Linked DNA regions of Gossypium hirsutum: all the other regions are linked to region 1. The links are chromatin contacts, called in public Hi-C maps. All regions are on one chromosome and are shown on one strand. Each heading gives the region's core, a stretch centred on a gene start, on an enhancer-like site or on the middle of the called end of the contact. The rest is flanking DNA. Distances are from core to core; before and after follow the strand shown. Region 1 holds the start of LOC121230787 (protein ENDOPLASMIC RETICULUM-ARRESTED PEN3). Region 2 holds the start of LOC107928025 (dr1-associated corepressor homolog). Region 3 has its middle 56 kb from the start of LOC107928035.

Evidence for each region. Hi-C and Micro-C count contacts between places; a contact is called where the count stands out from the background.
Region 2: a contact with region 1 is called in a Hi-C map of leaf, with 2.2 times the contacts expected there. The contact joins the promoter of LOC107928025 here to the promoter of LOC121230787 in region 1. A contact is called at or near these places in 4 of 34 Hi-C or Micro-C datasets (callus, hypocotyl and leaf).
Region 3: a Hi-C map of leaf shows a contact between it and region 1, with 4 times the contacts expected there. The contact joins the enhancer-like site here to the promoter of LOC121230787 in region 1. A contact is called at or near these places in 8 of 34 Hi-C or Micro-C datasets (anther, callus, leaf and 1 more).

Annotation. Positions count from the first base shown.
Region 1 is chrA06:123,750,906-123,755,584 of Gossypium_hirsutum_v2.1, forward strand. LOC121230787 (protein ENDOPLASMIC RETICULUM-ARRESTED PEN3) reads right to left here and starts at 1,946. Exons shown (of 1, transcript XM_041116181.1): 1 at 1-1,946. The coding sequence starts at 1,275. LOC107955341 (protein ELC) reads right to left here. Exons shown (of 2, transcript XM_016891091.2): 1 at 3,613-4,679; 2 at 3,084-3,369. The coding sequence ends at 3,666.
Region 2 is chrA06:123,993,343-123,998,021 of Gossypium_hirsutum_v2.1, forward strand. LOC107928025 (dr1-associated corepressor homolog) reads left to right here and starts at 2,530. Exons shown (of 6, transcript XM_041116183.1): 1 at 2,530-2,898; 2 at 4,012-4,084; 3 at 4,174-4,267. The coding sequence starts at 2,866. LOC107928054 reads left to right here. Exons shown (of 11, transcript XM_016859210.1): 10 at 750-782; 11 at 870-917. The coding sequence ends at 917.
Region 3 is chrA06:123,880,819-123,885,497 of Gossypium_hirsutum_v2.1, forward strand. No RefSeq gene overlaps it. Among protein-coding and RNA genes, the nearest start is that of LOC107928035, 56 kb to the right of the region's middle. Within about 2 kb of position 1,868, at least 3 of the 9 cell types and tissues checked have an H3K27ac peak or open chromatin away from gene starts, as enhancers often do. A contact at or near this core is called in leaf, where this site is marked.

The DNA of each region.
Region 1 (4,679 bases), core at 696-3,195:
CCTCTTCAAACTCATCTCATCTCTTCCATTTTCACTATCCCCTCTTTGCTCACTCCAACCACCTCTCTCATTCAATCTCGACCAAACCTCCAATCCTCCATCTTTCCCCACGAATACCTGCCTTTTATAGCAATGCAAATGAACCTCATTCCCACCATAGCTAGCTTCTCTCATGCTAGGATTTGTATCTTCCATATATACCCAAGGATCATCCCCTAATTTACGAATATCTGCCATTGCCAAATCCCCAGATTTTGAACATATCTTGAAGAGTATCGAATCGTCAATGTCGACACCGACGTCGGCGAATGAGTCTCCGAACCTACTGCTCCGCCCTGAACCTGGCTCGTTCGTTTCCCATACCACTTCCTTATTTCTCGGGTCCCATATCCTAATATAACCTGAATAACCAAATGCCCCACATGTGACAGCACTTCCGATAACCAAACCAGTTTCCGGTAGCCACGTCAGTTTTCCGGGGAATGTGTTCTTGGCGGCGCTTCCTGATTGGCGAGTCAGCTCTGATGAGACCTGAAGCGTTGATTTGTCGATAACGAGGACGCTGTTTTCTCTATGGGGACAATCGAATGATACGAAGACCGAGTCGGGTGAGTTAGCGATGGCGCAGACTCGGGCTTTGTATATCCGTGGATCGTCCTGGTCGGTCCAGTGAACTGAACCGGTATAGTGACCGCTGGAGAGGTCGTAGATATGGAGACCCGATGAGGATTCGGATCCGACAGCGGCTATTTCTGGCCATACCCGGCAAATCGAGGTGATATCATCGAGATGCGTACGGACGGCGGTGGAGTATGATAAGTAGGAATCGTATATTGAAATTTGACCACCGTGAGCGATCCAAAGTGAACCATCTTCTCCGGCGGAGAAAGTGGAAGGAACAGCGTCTGAGGCAGGGCGGATGGTATCGACGATGGCGGCGTCTATGCCATGAAGCGGCGAGGGCAAAGAGGCAGAGCGGAGACGGGACTCCACGCCGTAATAAAGAGCCTCTTCGGCGAGTTCCTGGATAGAGAAGCGGCGGAGGGCGGCGGAAGGGAGGCGGTTAGAACGGAGGAGGGAGAGAAGGACGGAAAAGATTTCAGGATCCCGGTCGATGAAGATAGGGTTATAGGCAGCGCGGTTGGAAAGGGCAGCTAGGAGGGAATCAGGACCGGCGGACTGGAGGGTGGAGAGGGTAGTTTCAAAAAACTTGCCCCCGACGTTGAGCTTTATGCGGCGGCAAGGCGCGATTGGATTGGAAATTTGGGCAGCCATTGAAGCTCATATAATTCAATGATTAAAGCTTTGAGATCCCCTTTAAGAGACCACAGCTTTGTCTTTAAGCTTTAAAGTCGATGCTTTGGGTTAAATATAAAATATGAAAAAGTAGGGAAACCTCCCCGAAATCATCGACTTCAACACTGTTACATTTCTCTCAAACATTTCATCGAACAGTTTATAAGCAAATGTTTAACGTTACTTCCACCACACCGCTCGGCATGATAGAAGGATTAAAGCTTTTCATTTAACTTAAATAGTATGCTTCATGATTCGATTTGGAAGCTTACCGTGAAACGATTAACGTTGATTTATGTTATTGTAGTTTGCAATCTCATAGTAACATATATCGCAATTCGTACCACTCAAAGAGCTTAACATACATTCCACCAGCTCACAAAATTACAGAGCTTCACTTTTTTTTTTCACCACACATGTAGTGTGAAAATCCCATCCGCCATTTAAGTAGCTCATCTAAGCTTCCCCACAGCTTTCAATGACACACGGAGGCCATTTGGGAGAGTGTATGTGATCAATGATCCCTCGACAAGACATCTCAAATAAGGCTGACCGAGAAAACCCTCATATAGATTTCGTTCAAATACTACTTAAATGTATTAGGGTCGATTTGATTTTCAGTTCACAAGTTGAAACCTCGTAAGCATACATGATTGGTACGATACAAGGGATATGGGTTTCGACGGTGCAACAGAAGCTATAACATTCTTAAATGCAGTTAGAGAACACCCTTAAATGCAAGCTTTATAATTCAAAATTAATAGACTTGGCAACATCACCCAGCAATGAAACATAATCAACTATTCTTCGAGGAAGTGTCATATTTCCATATCTATGCCTGAATATGCATTGGAGACATGAGTGTTCAAACACAAGAAAAAAAAAGAATCGGAAATAAAAAATCTCGGTGACGAGAACAAACAACTTCAGACCTGGATAATCAACCTCCGGTATAAATGAAAAGTAACCAAACCATATCATCACCAAATAAGTAAAGCAATCATTTTCCATATGTATGATTGTAATTAGAGGAACACCAATGACAAGGGAAAAAAAAAATGCTCATGGCTGAGAAAAGCATATGGAGCTCCTAATAGTTTCAGATTCCAAACAAAATGATGACCAACTACCCTGGCCATGATTTACCACATAAGTTGATCTATGAATAACATCATATTGCTAAAAAATATATAGCACATGTTAATGTATCTCAACCATTAGAGTAAAAATTCTCCCATACTTGATACCAACCAGTATAAAGGAATAATAAACAACCACAACATGGATCCATCAAAACAACACACTGGATTCATCTCAATTATGGCAGCCAAAACTCCTAAATAATTTCTCCAACAAGTAGGGTAAGAAGCAGATTTGCAAGTTCTATTCAAAATTTAAACATAGCAAGAGAACAGTAATGTCACATGTGAAGTTCCAAGATAAAAGCCAATATAAGAAAATATTTTCGCTCGGTTTAGTACATTATTTCTCGACTACCATGACAAAAAATTTAACATTTGCAGAAGAGAAAAAAAGCTGATTGTAATATATTTTTTATATCTCACTTTCTATAGAAGTGTTGCCAAATTTATAATATATATATTAAGGAACAAGATGACAAGCAAGCTAGAGACAAGATATTACACCAGAGAATTAATATGGAAACTACTACTTGATAACCCTGAAGTGATTCTTCAAGTACAAGAGATCAATTAAAAAAGGGGAAAAGAAAAAACCTTAAAGCAAGAGACCTTGAAGTTAAGGTTTTAAAAATGATGCCTAGGAAATGAAATTAATGATTATCTCATAAATCTCACAAAAATGGGGGTGAATAAGTGGTTGAAAGTTTAGCCATAAAACTAATACATCATGAAACTTATAGTTCGTAGAATATGTCAGTCAGCCGAGACAAAAGTAAACAACCAGTGACAATTAAATAAGGGATCCATCCATTTACATGACAATCAGGTCAAGGGATGAGGAGAAAAAAACAGATAAAACCTATTGTAGTCATTATTAGACCCGTACGAAGTTAATCCTTTGCTCGTTAGGCCTTTGAAATAAAGGTGCAACCTGAACATTACATGTAAACAACTCTATTTCAGTTTTCCACACAAATGGAACCAGAGTTAAAGCTAAAGAACCCGAATTCATTATAAAAAGAGAAAGCCCAAAACTGAGTGTCAACATATCAATTACATGAGCACATTATTCACATTATAATACCATTTCATCCCGAACGAATAATACATACCGATATGTAAATGAGCAATGCAGCTATATCATGATAATATCAAATCTTAACTAGAAGCTAACCTCGAATAGCTTGATCCTTTATATAGACAAATCTGAAACAGAACAATAACCAGTCATGAAACGAAATGTGATATTCTAGCAGCCATATTTGCCACCTGAGCCTGCATTTGAGCTTCCTTAACTTTGGAGGCAGTAGCCCTATGGAAGAACTGCTCCCTTGACAACAACCTCACATTCCTCAAATACTGATCAAACGGCACAACCCCATCTTGCACTGCCTTATCCAAGGAATATACCACATCTTCGATAGCTAAATCAGCAGCTGTGGAATCCAAGACTTGTTTAGAAAGAACATCGACGCAATGAATCGCTTCATCAACAGCTACATTATTATTCTTCTTCCCTAAGTTCTTTATTTTCCCTTCATTATCTCTAATCCAACTATCCAACACATCTGTATTCATCAAAACAACCTGTAATTGTTGTTCTAAACCTTCTTTTTCATCTTGCATCTCTTTCAACCCTTTATTAATCTCTTCCTCTCGCCTTCTTAAAACAGCTTGAGCCGAAAACATTCCTTCCATTTCAACTTCCCTTGCTTTTCTCATCCCAATTATATCCCCATGAACCATCTCCACCAACTTATTCATTGCGTTCCTCTTATAAACCTCGGCGGCATCATCCGTTGAAGTAGGACGAGCTTGCGAATGCTGTGGATGCTGTACCCTCCCATAAGGTGATGGGGGGTATCCTGCCGCCGCGGCCGTAGCAGCCACCCTAGGTCCTGGCGGCGGTGGATGTTGCCCATAAGTAGACGTCATGGAGGAATTAATCGAAGGGTTAGGGCTGGGGCTAGGGTTAGGGTTAGGATTGGGGCGGCGTTGCGAATAAAGAGGCGGATCACGAGAAAAAGCAGAGCTTAAATGAAGGACTAAATCGACAAGATTAGAACTTGGGTAAATCCAATTATGCAAATAAGGAATCGAAACTAACCCAGAAGGGGAAACATGAGGATGGGGTCGTTTGATGATCATGTCGCGCGTGGGATTGACATAGACGGCGGGGGCGTAACGAGGGTAAGATTCCATGAGCCAGATAATGATGGGGATGTTGTAAGTGACGCCTTG
Region 2 (4,679 bases), core at 1,280-3,779, 240 kb after region 1:
CAATTGTAGGTTTTGTTCACTTCGAATGTGCGATTGCTTCGAAAATGAATCAAGCTTAAACAAGAAAAATTAAGGTTCGGCGAAAGCCGAAAAAAGGCACTGTCAACGCCACACTGGCATATGTCAGGCCATTTGCGAGACACAACCGTGTGATTGTCATAGGTGTGGTCGTACGCGAGACACAGTTGTGTGATGGCGAATGTGTGGCCATGTGGGTCACATGGGCTAGGCCAGGTTGGATATATGGGCTCATAAGTTTATGTGGGCCCAAAATTCTGAAAATTTTTCTTAAGGTCGCACAGGTCGTTCCGATTGACTGTGGGTCTACTGTAGGGTCGGTAAGGGCTAACCAAACCCTTTTTCATGTGATTTGATAGTCTGATAGTCTAATCTGTGTAGAAAACTAATATGTATTTCTAACTGTTCTATTTGAGTATATATGTTATCTGTATACGAGCATGATAAGCATGATAATTCTGTTAATTCTATAATTTGTATCTGTGTTTGGGGTAGGATTTGTATATGTGGAGGAAGTGATCTGTACAGCGACCTTTCGCCTATATTCTGGCAGCTTGATTGCATATTATTCTGTTATGTGTCACATCAACACTATATGGTGTGTAGGGATAGGTAGGTGTTTTTAACCCCACATAGTATGATGGGATAGTCAGATATGGTGTGTAGAGGATGGGGGTAGGATTTTGTATATCTGTTCTGTTTATCTGATTCTGATATCTTTATCTGTTAAGGACTTAGGTCCAAATCTGTATCTGTCTGTACATGTGATTCTATGTATGTTCCATGACTATCTTTGTTAGGTTACACATTGAGTTTATGACAACTCACATCTATTTGTCTGTTCTGTACAGGTAACCCTCGGACTTAGGCGGGTCAGTGTGATGGAGGCTCCGCTGTGACCATTGGATAAAACTGCCTTTGAGTTTCGGTATTTTTAAAATTCTAGATTTATTTGAGAGTTTGTAGTTTTTTTTTGGACTCTCTAGACTGTATGGTTTTAACTGTTGGTTTTGGTTTTGATTGCTTTCTATCCTGCATTGTTGTTGAAACGATTTACGAAAACGACGGTTTCGATAGTAAACAAGTAAATGAATATGTTTTGTAAATTTTGGACATTTTATAACAAGTAACTTTATAAGGTTTTTATCAAAATAAAAACAGTTTCAAAACCCTTCTTCGCAACACTCTCGGATTAGGCCATAACATCTAGGCTGGGTTTGAGGTGTTACAATTATTTGACCTATTAATTTAGCCTATAAATAGGCTCTTTTACAACCTTAGAAAATACACCTATTAGAAATTAAAACTCATAACACTTTTAGAGAGTTTTGTGTTTACGTTTTGAGGGTTATTTGTTTTCGAGTTTTCAAGGTTTAGTTTTTATCTCTATCTTTTGTACTGTTCGTTCTTTTGTCATTATAGTAAAATTATCTTTGCCTGTGGTTTTTTATCCTCTTTGGAAGGGTTTTTTCACGTTAAATTTATGTGTTTAATTTCTCAATTTCTTCTGCTATTTTTACTTGTTCGTTGCTTAATCAGGTCGATCCCCAACACATTCTGTATAAGTCAGTTCATGAATTAGTAACTACATCTAATCTCTAAAAAAACTCAATTGTTTCAAACTTTCTTTTATTTGGAATGAGAATATTTATGGAATCCTATGAGTAAGATCAAACCTTATTCCGTGGTATTTACATAAGATTTCTCTTTCTTAATCTTAAGCAAATCTCTAAGAAGACTCAATTAATATATGATTTATGTTTTAGCTTCTGTTCCTTTTCGTATGTTTTGAAAAAACAAATTATTGATCAATTCTAAATCTTTCTTTTTCTATTGATTCTTTTCTGATCAAGATATGGATCTATGAATTTATGTGTTTACATCAAACTTTGTTCATGACTTAACAAAAATAAGAAAAAAAATATTAATTAAATAATATAAAAAATAGTGAAAAATATTTTTCAATTTTTTATTTTTGTCTATTCTATTATATATAATTTAATTTTAATATAATTTAATATTTAAACTTTTATAATATCATTAGTTAATTTAAATACTTCATTTTAATTTAAATGTTTATTTGAATTTTTTAAAAATTAAACACGGTTAAATCCAATTACATTATAATGTCATTTTTTATATAAATATTAAGCGAGTTTTTTTATTTTAAAACGTGGTATCAATAAGTTTAATAAAAAGAATTTATCGTTGTTAATAAATAAACCTAAATTTTTAAATAAAATAAATGATAATAACATTTCATATTTATCTTCTAAACATCAATCATATATGTGTAATAACTAAGGTAAGATCTTATATAAAATCCAAAATAAATAAATAAATAAGCAAAAAAAAATATCTGTAAATATCGTTGTCAGTTATGAAACATTAAAAACAGCCAAATAAAGTAATCACACGTGTCGCGAAACCATTTCTCTTCTTTAAATCAACTAATAAAGTCGACTGTTTAAACAAATAAATTAACCAACCTGTCAATTTATCAACCAATATCCACTTGACTTTATTTTTTTTTTCTTTGGAATTTTCTTTTTGTCAAACTTGAACCTGTGTTCGGTTTTGAAACAAAAGACTTCTCTGTTCATGTTTTTGGTTTTTTTAGAACTAAAAAGAAAAAGAAAAAAAAACAGTCTTGGATCTGAAATGGTTTTTTCTTTTGGTTAGATTTTTATTTTTTTAAATTTTTTTTCATAATTTGAAATTATTAGAACAACATCGAATTTTTTTTCTGAACTTGTTTTTTTTAAATATATATATTTCGATTGTCTTTTTTCCCTTTTTATTTTTAATATTTTAATAATTTAATGTTCCAAATCTGACACCCAAATCATGAGGAAGAAGCTCGATACCCGTTTCCCAGCTGTAAGTTCTTTCTTCTTTTTTTTTTCCTTTTATTTTTCACTGAATTTGTTTAATTTCCTTTTTTTTAATACGATGTTAATTTGATTTGGGTATTCGATTTTTGATTGATTCGATGGAAAATGAAATCTGGGTCTTTTTTATTATTATTAAAGTTTTTGATGTTGTGATTGCCTTTTCTTGTTGCGATTCCGATTTATACGATCTAGGTCATCATTAGTTTACGATAGAATAGTTGATTGTGTGTTCAATATTTAGGGTTATTGGATATTAGTTCATAATTGTTTTAACTATATGGATTTTTCATGGACGGTGTTGTTTGATTTGTGTTTTTTCCTTGTTCTATGAAAACCCAGGTTGGTTTAATAAATTTTTTTTATTGTTTCTTCGGAATTGATCGATTTTTATGGAACTATGGAGGTTAAATTTCCCAATTATTATTTGATAATTCTTAGGCTGCTGAATATCTTGCTTACTTGTAGAACTTTAGTTTCTTTTCAGTCCTCATGTTCTAGTTTAGTGTTGACATCCTTAGCATTTGTGTTATTCTGACTCTTGGCTTTTATTGAAGTACCCATACCCGGACATGGGTATGAGAATATGACCTTCCAACAATGTTAGAAATGGGGAAAAAGAAAAGAAACCTCGAAGAAATTGAACATACCTATGTCGAACAGTATCCACATCCGACACTTGCACATAAGTTTGAGTAACATAGATTCGCAGCATTCTACTACTCACACCGGAGTTGGCATGTGGCACTTGGAACTTGCATTATGTTGATCAGTTGATGGTATTAAATCAGCAACTTACAATGACATGTGTCACACGATGTCTCATTTGATAACAACATTGATGCGTCAAAGATCCCATCTTCTTGTCTTGATATACTCTATATTTAACAAACCTTGTCGGGTTTCTTACTTGTCATGGTGCTGCTGTTTTATATTAGGATAACCCGATATTAGTATATAAATTTGATTGCTTATACTTAAGATGCACAGTTTTATGGTTCCACAATTCGACGTATCGTTGCATCTTTCAAGCCGTTTTTTATCTCAAAAAATTATGCATGTGATAAGGTGCTGAAACTTTCAAATGTTTTTGTTTTTTCAGGCTCGCATTAAAAAGATTATGCAAGCAGATGAAGATGTCGGGAAGATTGCATTAGCGGTGCCCGTTTTAGTTTGTGAGCAGCTATAACTTTTCACAATTTGCCGAAATAATTCTTTTATGCATGTATATTACTTGATCACGCTTCTTTCTGTTACTTTGCAGCAAAAGCATTGGAATTGTTTCTACAAGACCTTTGTGATCATACGTATGAGATTACTCTTCAGAGGGGAGCAAAGACCATGAATTCATTGCATTTGTAAGTGAATAATTAGTGTTTTCTTTTTGTACCGTGCAATATCTGTGGCCTACTTTAGGGTTTGATGTTCTTTTCTGCATTTATTGTGCATAAACGTTCTTTGAATGCTTTGTTTCACATTTCTTGATTAGTCTACATGTATTAGCGATATAGATAGGAACAAAACAAATACAAAATGCCTTAAACACTTTTGGAGTTTCACCTTAAATGCTTTAAATACAAGTTTTCCCACAACTTTTGTCGATTTCATTTCATTTATGTTGGACTTGGTCCGGATTTCCTCCTTTCGGGTCTGGAAGTATCATAAATCTGCTATGAGGTTAAAAATAATATATTTTTTCATCCTTCCTCGATCATGCTACATTTTTGGATTAACAAGCCTTGTAATCAGTACAGTTTCTTATTATGTGTC
Region 3 (4,679 bases), core at 618-3,117, 130 kb after region 1:
TCCTAACTTACTGGACGTGACATTTTATTACTTCAAGACGAGAAGGTTTTTAACATTCGAGTGTTTTTATAAAAAGAGGATCATATTTTAAAGTCCTTCAAGTTTTCAAATTTTTAGACACTAAGACACTAATTAATCAACTAGGTACCAATATTTGGGCGTCACGAGGGTGCTAATCCTTCCTCGTACGTAACCGACTTCCGAATCCGTTTTTTCTGAATTTTGCGGACCACAATCGTTGTTTAAATAAATCAAATCATTTATTAAAAATAACCACTTTTACGAGGTGATCCGATCACACCTCATCAAAAAGGATTGGTGGCGACTCCTGTTCTTTCATTTTCGTTTCCAAAGTCGACCCTTTTTTTAAAAAATCAGTTTCAACAGTCCTATTTCATGCTCGGGTTGACAAAAGAGCTTTCGTAAGCTCGATTAAGACTTGGAATTTATTGTTTAATATAATTTTGAATGTAATTAACTCTTGTTTGCATGTATAAATGGTTATATGTTGTCTAATTTATCGTGGTTGCTCTGGCAATTAATATAGTGTTCTGTAGCTCGAACTTGACGATCGGTTCAAGCGAGGGGTGTTACAACTTTAGTCTCTGAACTTGGGTTTGGCCTAATCCATATTAAAGATAAATATAATATTAACCAAGTCTAGGGTAAATTCACATTATTTTATTAAGAATTGCATTTTATTAAACTCCAACTCAAGGCCCACTAATCTTCCAATAATAATACATAAAATCATGGATTCATGCTTCATTCAAACAATTCATCATAGAAATAGCATACTTTACATGCGATCATTTTTTTTTCAAAATCAAATCAATTACCATTTCGAAAATACTTAGATCTCACCCTTTTTTTAATGCATATTAGTGATGCATAAGAATCTCGAACATCATAAATATTTATAGCATTAGGATACGGGCAGTAAGACGACAATAAAAGCAGGCACATGATATGTTTATGGGAGCATGACATAGGGTGTGGACAACATCCCAGTACAAAAATATCCTTAAGATTGTTGACAAATATTGCATCAAGTTAACAAACCAAGAATACGAGTTGAACAGATTAAGAGGTGTTGAACATTGTCCTTAAAGATATTTGGTTGTAGCATATCCCCCAAGATTTCAAAAGCTCTTCTATTATAAAACAAGAACAAAAGTCAATAATAGATCACAACAAAAAAAATACTCAACAATCTCTTAAGGATGGAAAGGATGAGTGAGAGGAGAAGAAAATAGTTCTTGAAGTGCATTTAGAATGAGTCATGATATTTATAGGACATTTATTGGCTACAAATACCAAAAGTAAGCGAATTGACTTTGCTAAAAATATATTGAAATGTTTTGATAAATCTAGACATGGCTAAATATAGAATCAATCGATAAAGCTATTTTTAGTTTGACAAAATATGTGTTAGTAATTAAGTAATTTACTTTTCTTGAACTCTAAAAAATTCAATAAAAAATAATTTCAAAAACAAAAAGGCTGACGCCGCAATATATCATGCGCAGGGAAATCCACCAATTTACATTACATTGGCCATTTAGGCTTAGCTCTAATTCGCGTGAGTTCATCCTCTCAATTTGGTTTTTACTAGAACAATTAAGTCTAATAATTTACAAACAAATATCTCAAGGTCTTTTTTTTAAGAATGGAAGATTTGATTTTTTTTATTTATTTTAAATATTTCAAATTTCTAACACTAGTTGTCAAAAGAAATCATATAATTGGTGAGCCTGCTATTGAAGAAGTTAAGGACTTTGAGGCCCCCACAATTCTTTAGGGTCCAAGCCCGCTTATTAGAGCCTTAGGCTTATTTTATTTGGGCTAATATAATAATCGTAAAATCATGGTTGAGATGAAGGATTGTTATCCGAAAGAATGGATCCTTTACATTGGAGAATAGGTTTGGGTCGTATGGCAATTGGCTTCCACATATGCAGCTAAGACCATGTGCCTGCGAATTTAGTAATGGTATTAACTACAATCGGTGATGTTTGATTTAGATAGAATTAATTGGTCAAACCGAGAATTAGATGAAGTATTAGTTTAAAAATTGAGTTAGATCGGTTGATTCATAAATTACATATATATCTAATCGTAAGTTTTAAAGTATAATCCTTAAAAGATTTATTAAATACAATTATGAAAATTTTAGGAAAAAAAAACATTAAACATTTCCATGTCACATTGATAAATTTGGAATTTAATTATACCAAAATCCATCCTAAATAATTTACATATATCAACCTTAACAAATGCTTACCCTTAATTGAAACCCAGTTTAATATTGACTAAATTACTAGATCATGAATCTAGCTTTCTCTTCATTTACAGGCAATCATCAATCAACCAAGCAATGATGATAGAGAAAAAAAATCTAAGCTCGTAATCCAGTAAAGTTGACGTATAGGGTTATTAGCAATAGACAACAACTTGTATTCTTTAATGATAAATCCTTAATTAAGAGCCAAGTTAATGTCAACTTTGTTGAATTATGAGTTTAATGTTCTTTACATTTGTATGCAATCATTAGCTGATGAAGAGATAAAAACTAGATTCATAATCCAACAAAGTCTGACATTATAGGGCTATTAGCAATGGACAACAACTTGTACTTGCCAATGATCAATCAACACATATTGATCCCTAATTGAGAGCCAAGTTAATGTTGACTTTGCTGAATTATGAGTTTAGTTTTCCTTTTATTTACAAGCAACTGTCAATTTGACCAAATAAGATGAAGAGATAAAAATTAGACTCATAATGTAACAAAGTCAACATTAAAGTGCTTTTAGCAGTAGACAACAACTTGTATTAGCCAAAACTAGATGAACCGATACTAATTAATTAATCGTTTATAATCAATTTCGAGTTATCTAGTTGGTTCACTAAAAAAATGCTCATCCATAATTGAGAGCTAAATTAATATCAATTTTGCTAAATTATGAGTCTGGCTTTCCTTTTATTTGCATGCAATGATCAATTGACCAAGCAATAATGAAAACTAAACTCATAATCTAGCAAAATTCACATTACAGCTAATATTATTGGCGAATGGCGACCATTCCATATTTCTATATTTTTCAAAGGGGATGATGAGAGAGATAAGAGGTAAATGTATTTATAGGCTTCAAAGCCTATTCAAATTCTTGGAGAAAGGAAAATCATCAATAATAAACAATTACGTATTAATTACGTATGCAAATAGACAATTTTTCCCCAAGAGAAAATTACTTGGTAATTGTAATAGGCCAATTTAGCCTGGGCCTACAAAAAAATAAAATAAAGTCCAAGTCCAACTTAAAATTACAAATATATAATTTAGCCCGATCGGAATGACCCATTACTTGAAAAGATTGAAGGTCCATCTACAAGCTTAACTCATATGGAAATATAATCTTTAAGGATAAGCAATCTTAGATAGGATATGCAATCTTAGATATGATATGCAATCTTAATCTTAGATATGATATGCAATCTTAATCTTAGATATGATATGCAATCTTAGAAGATATGATTTTGGTATCTTAGAGATTTAATTTGAAGATACCCTTTAATCTTAGCCGTTGATGTAATTGATCTGTACCGTTGGATTTGGGGAGGCTCAACTATAAATAGAGGCCTCTCCCCTCATTGTAAAAAAAACTTGACTTCACTTGAGTTTTGGGAAGCAATAAGAATTCTTGAGAGCATTCACTCAAATTTCTCTCCCTCTTGCGTTCTTATTTTCTACGGTTTGTTCTTATTTGTTCTTTGTTCATCTTCGTTTTCAACCCTTTTTTTATTTTGATTTAATCCCTATTTCCTTGATTTTTAATTCTCCTTTATATTTTATTTTTTAATAATTTTAGTATTATATCAAATTATTTTTTATTAAATTCTATATTATTCATTGTTTTAAAAAATATATTTCATTTAATTAAAAAAGTTTTTTCTTAAATAAGGCAATGTTTGGTGTTTAGAAATTCGGGAAATAGTGTCCTAACATGCTAGGTTGCGATTTTTCGTTTGACTAAATAACCAAATATCCTTTTAATAAATTTTCAAAATCATGAGATAGTTTTAGTTACGAGGATTTAAAACATCGTGTCCTAACATGCTGGATGTGATGTTTGTATACTTTCGGAACAAAGGAATCTCAAGTTTCAACTTTAAATTGTTCAAGTTTTAAAATCTTTTCAAATTTTCGACATTAGGACAATAAATAATCAATTCGGTACCAATTTTGGGCGTTACGAGGGTGCTAATCCTTCCTTGTGTGTAACTGACTCCCAAACCTGTTTTCTTGAATTTCGTAGACCAAAATGTTTTATAAAGGTGATCTAATCACACCTAAAAAGGTTGGTGGTGACTCCCATTTTCATTTTTCAAAAAGTAGAACCCCGTTTTTCAAACCCCTTTAAAAATGGTTTCGACAGCTTGGCGACTCCACTGGGGACCTATAAGAGAGTCAAGCCAAAAATTTGATTATTTTCTATCTCAATGTCGGAAATTTGGAAAAATTTTAAAATACATCATTTTTACATGTGTTTATTGCATATGTTTGTTATTGTTTACGCACACATTGCATTTGCATGACCGTTGTGGTCATACCCTTAAGTGGGAGTGAGAAGCTATGCTTTCGTGAGGTTTTCACCTCCGCATGGGCTAGTGGATTG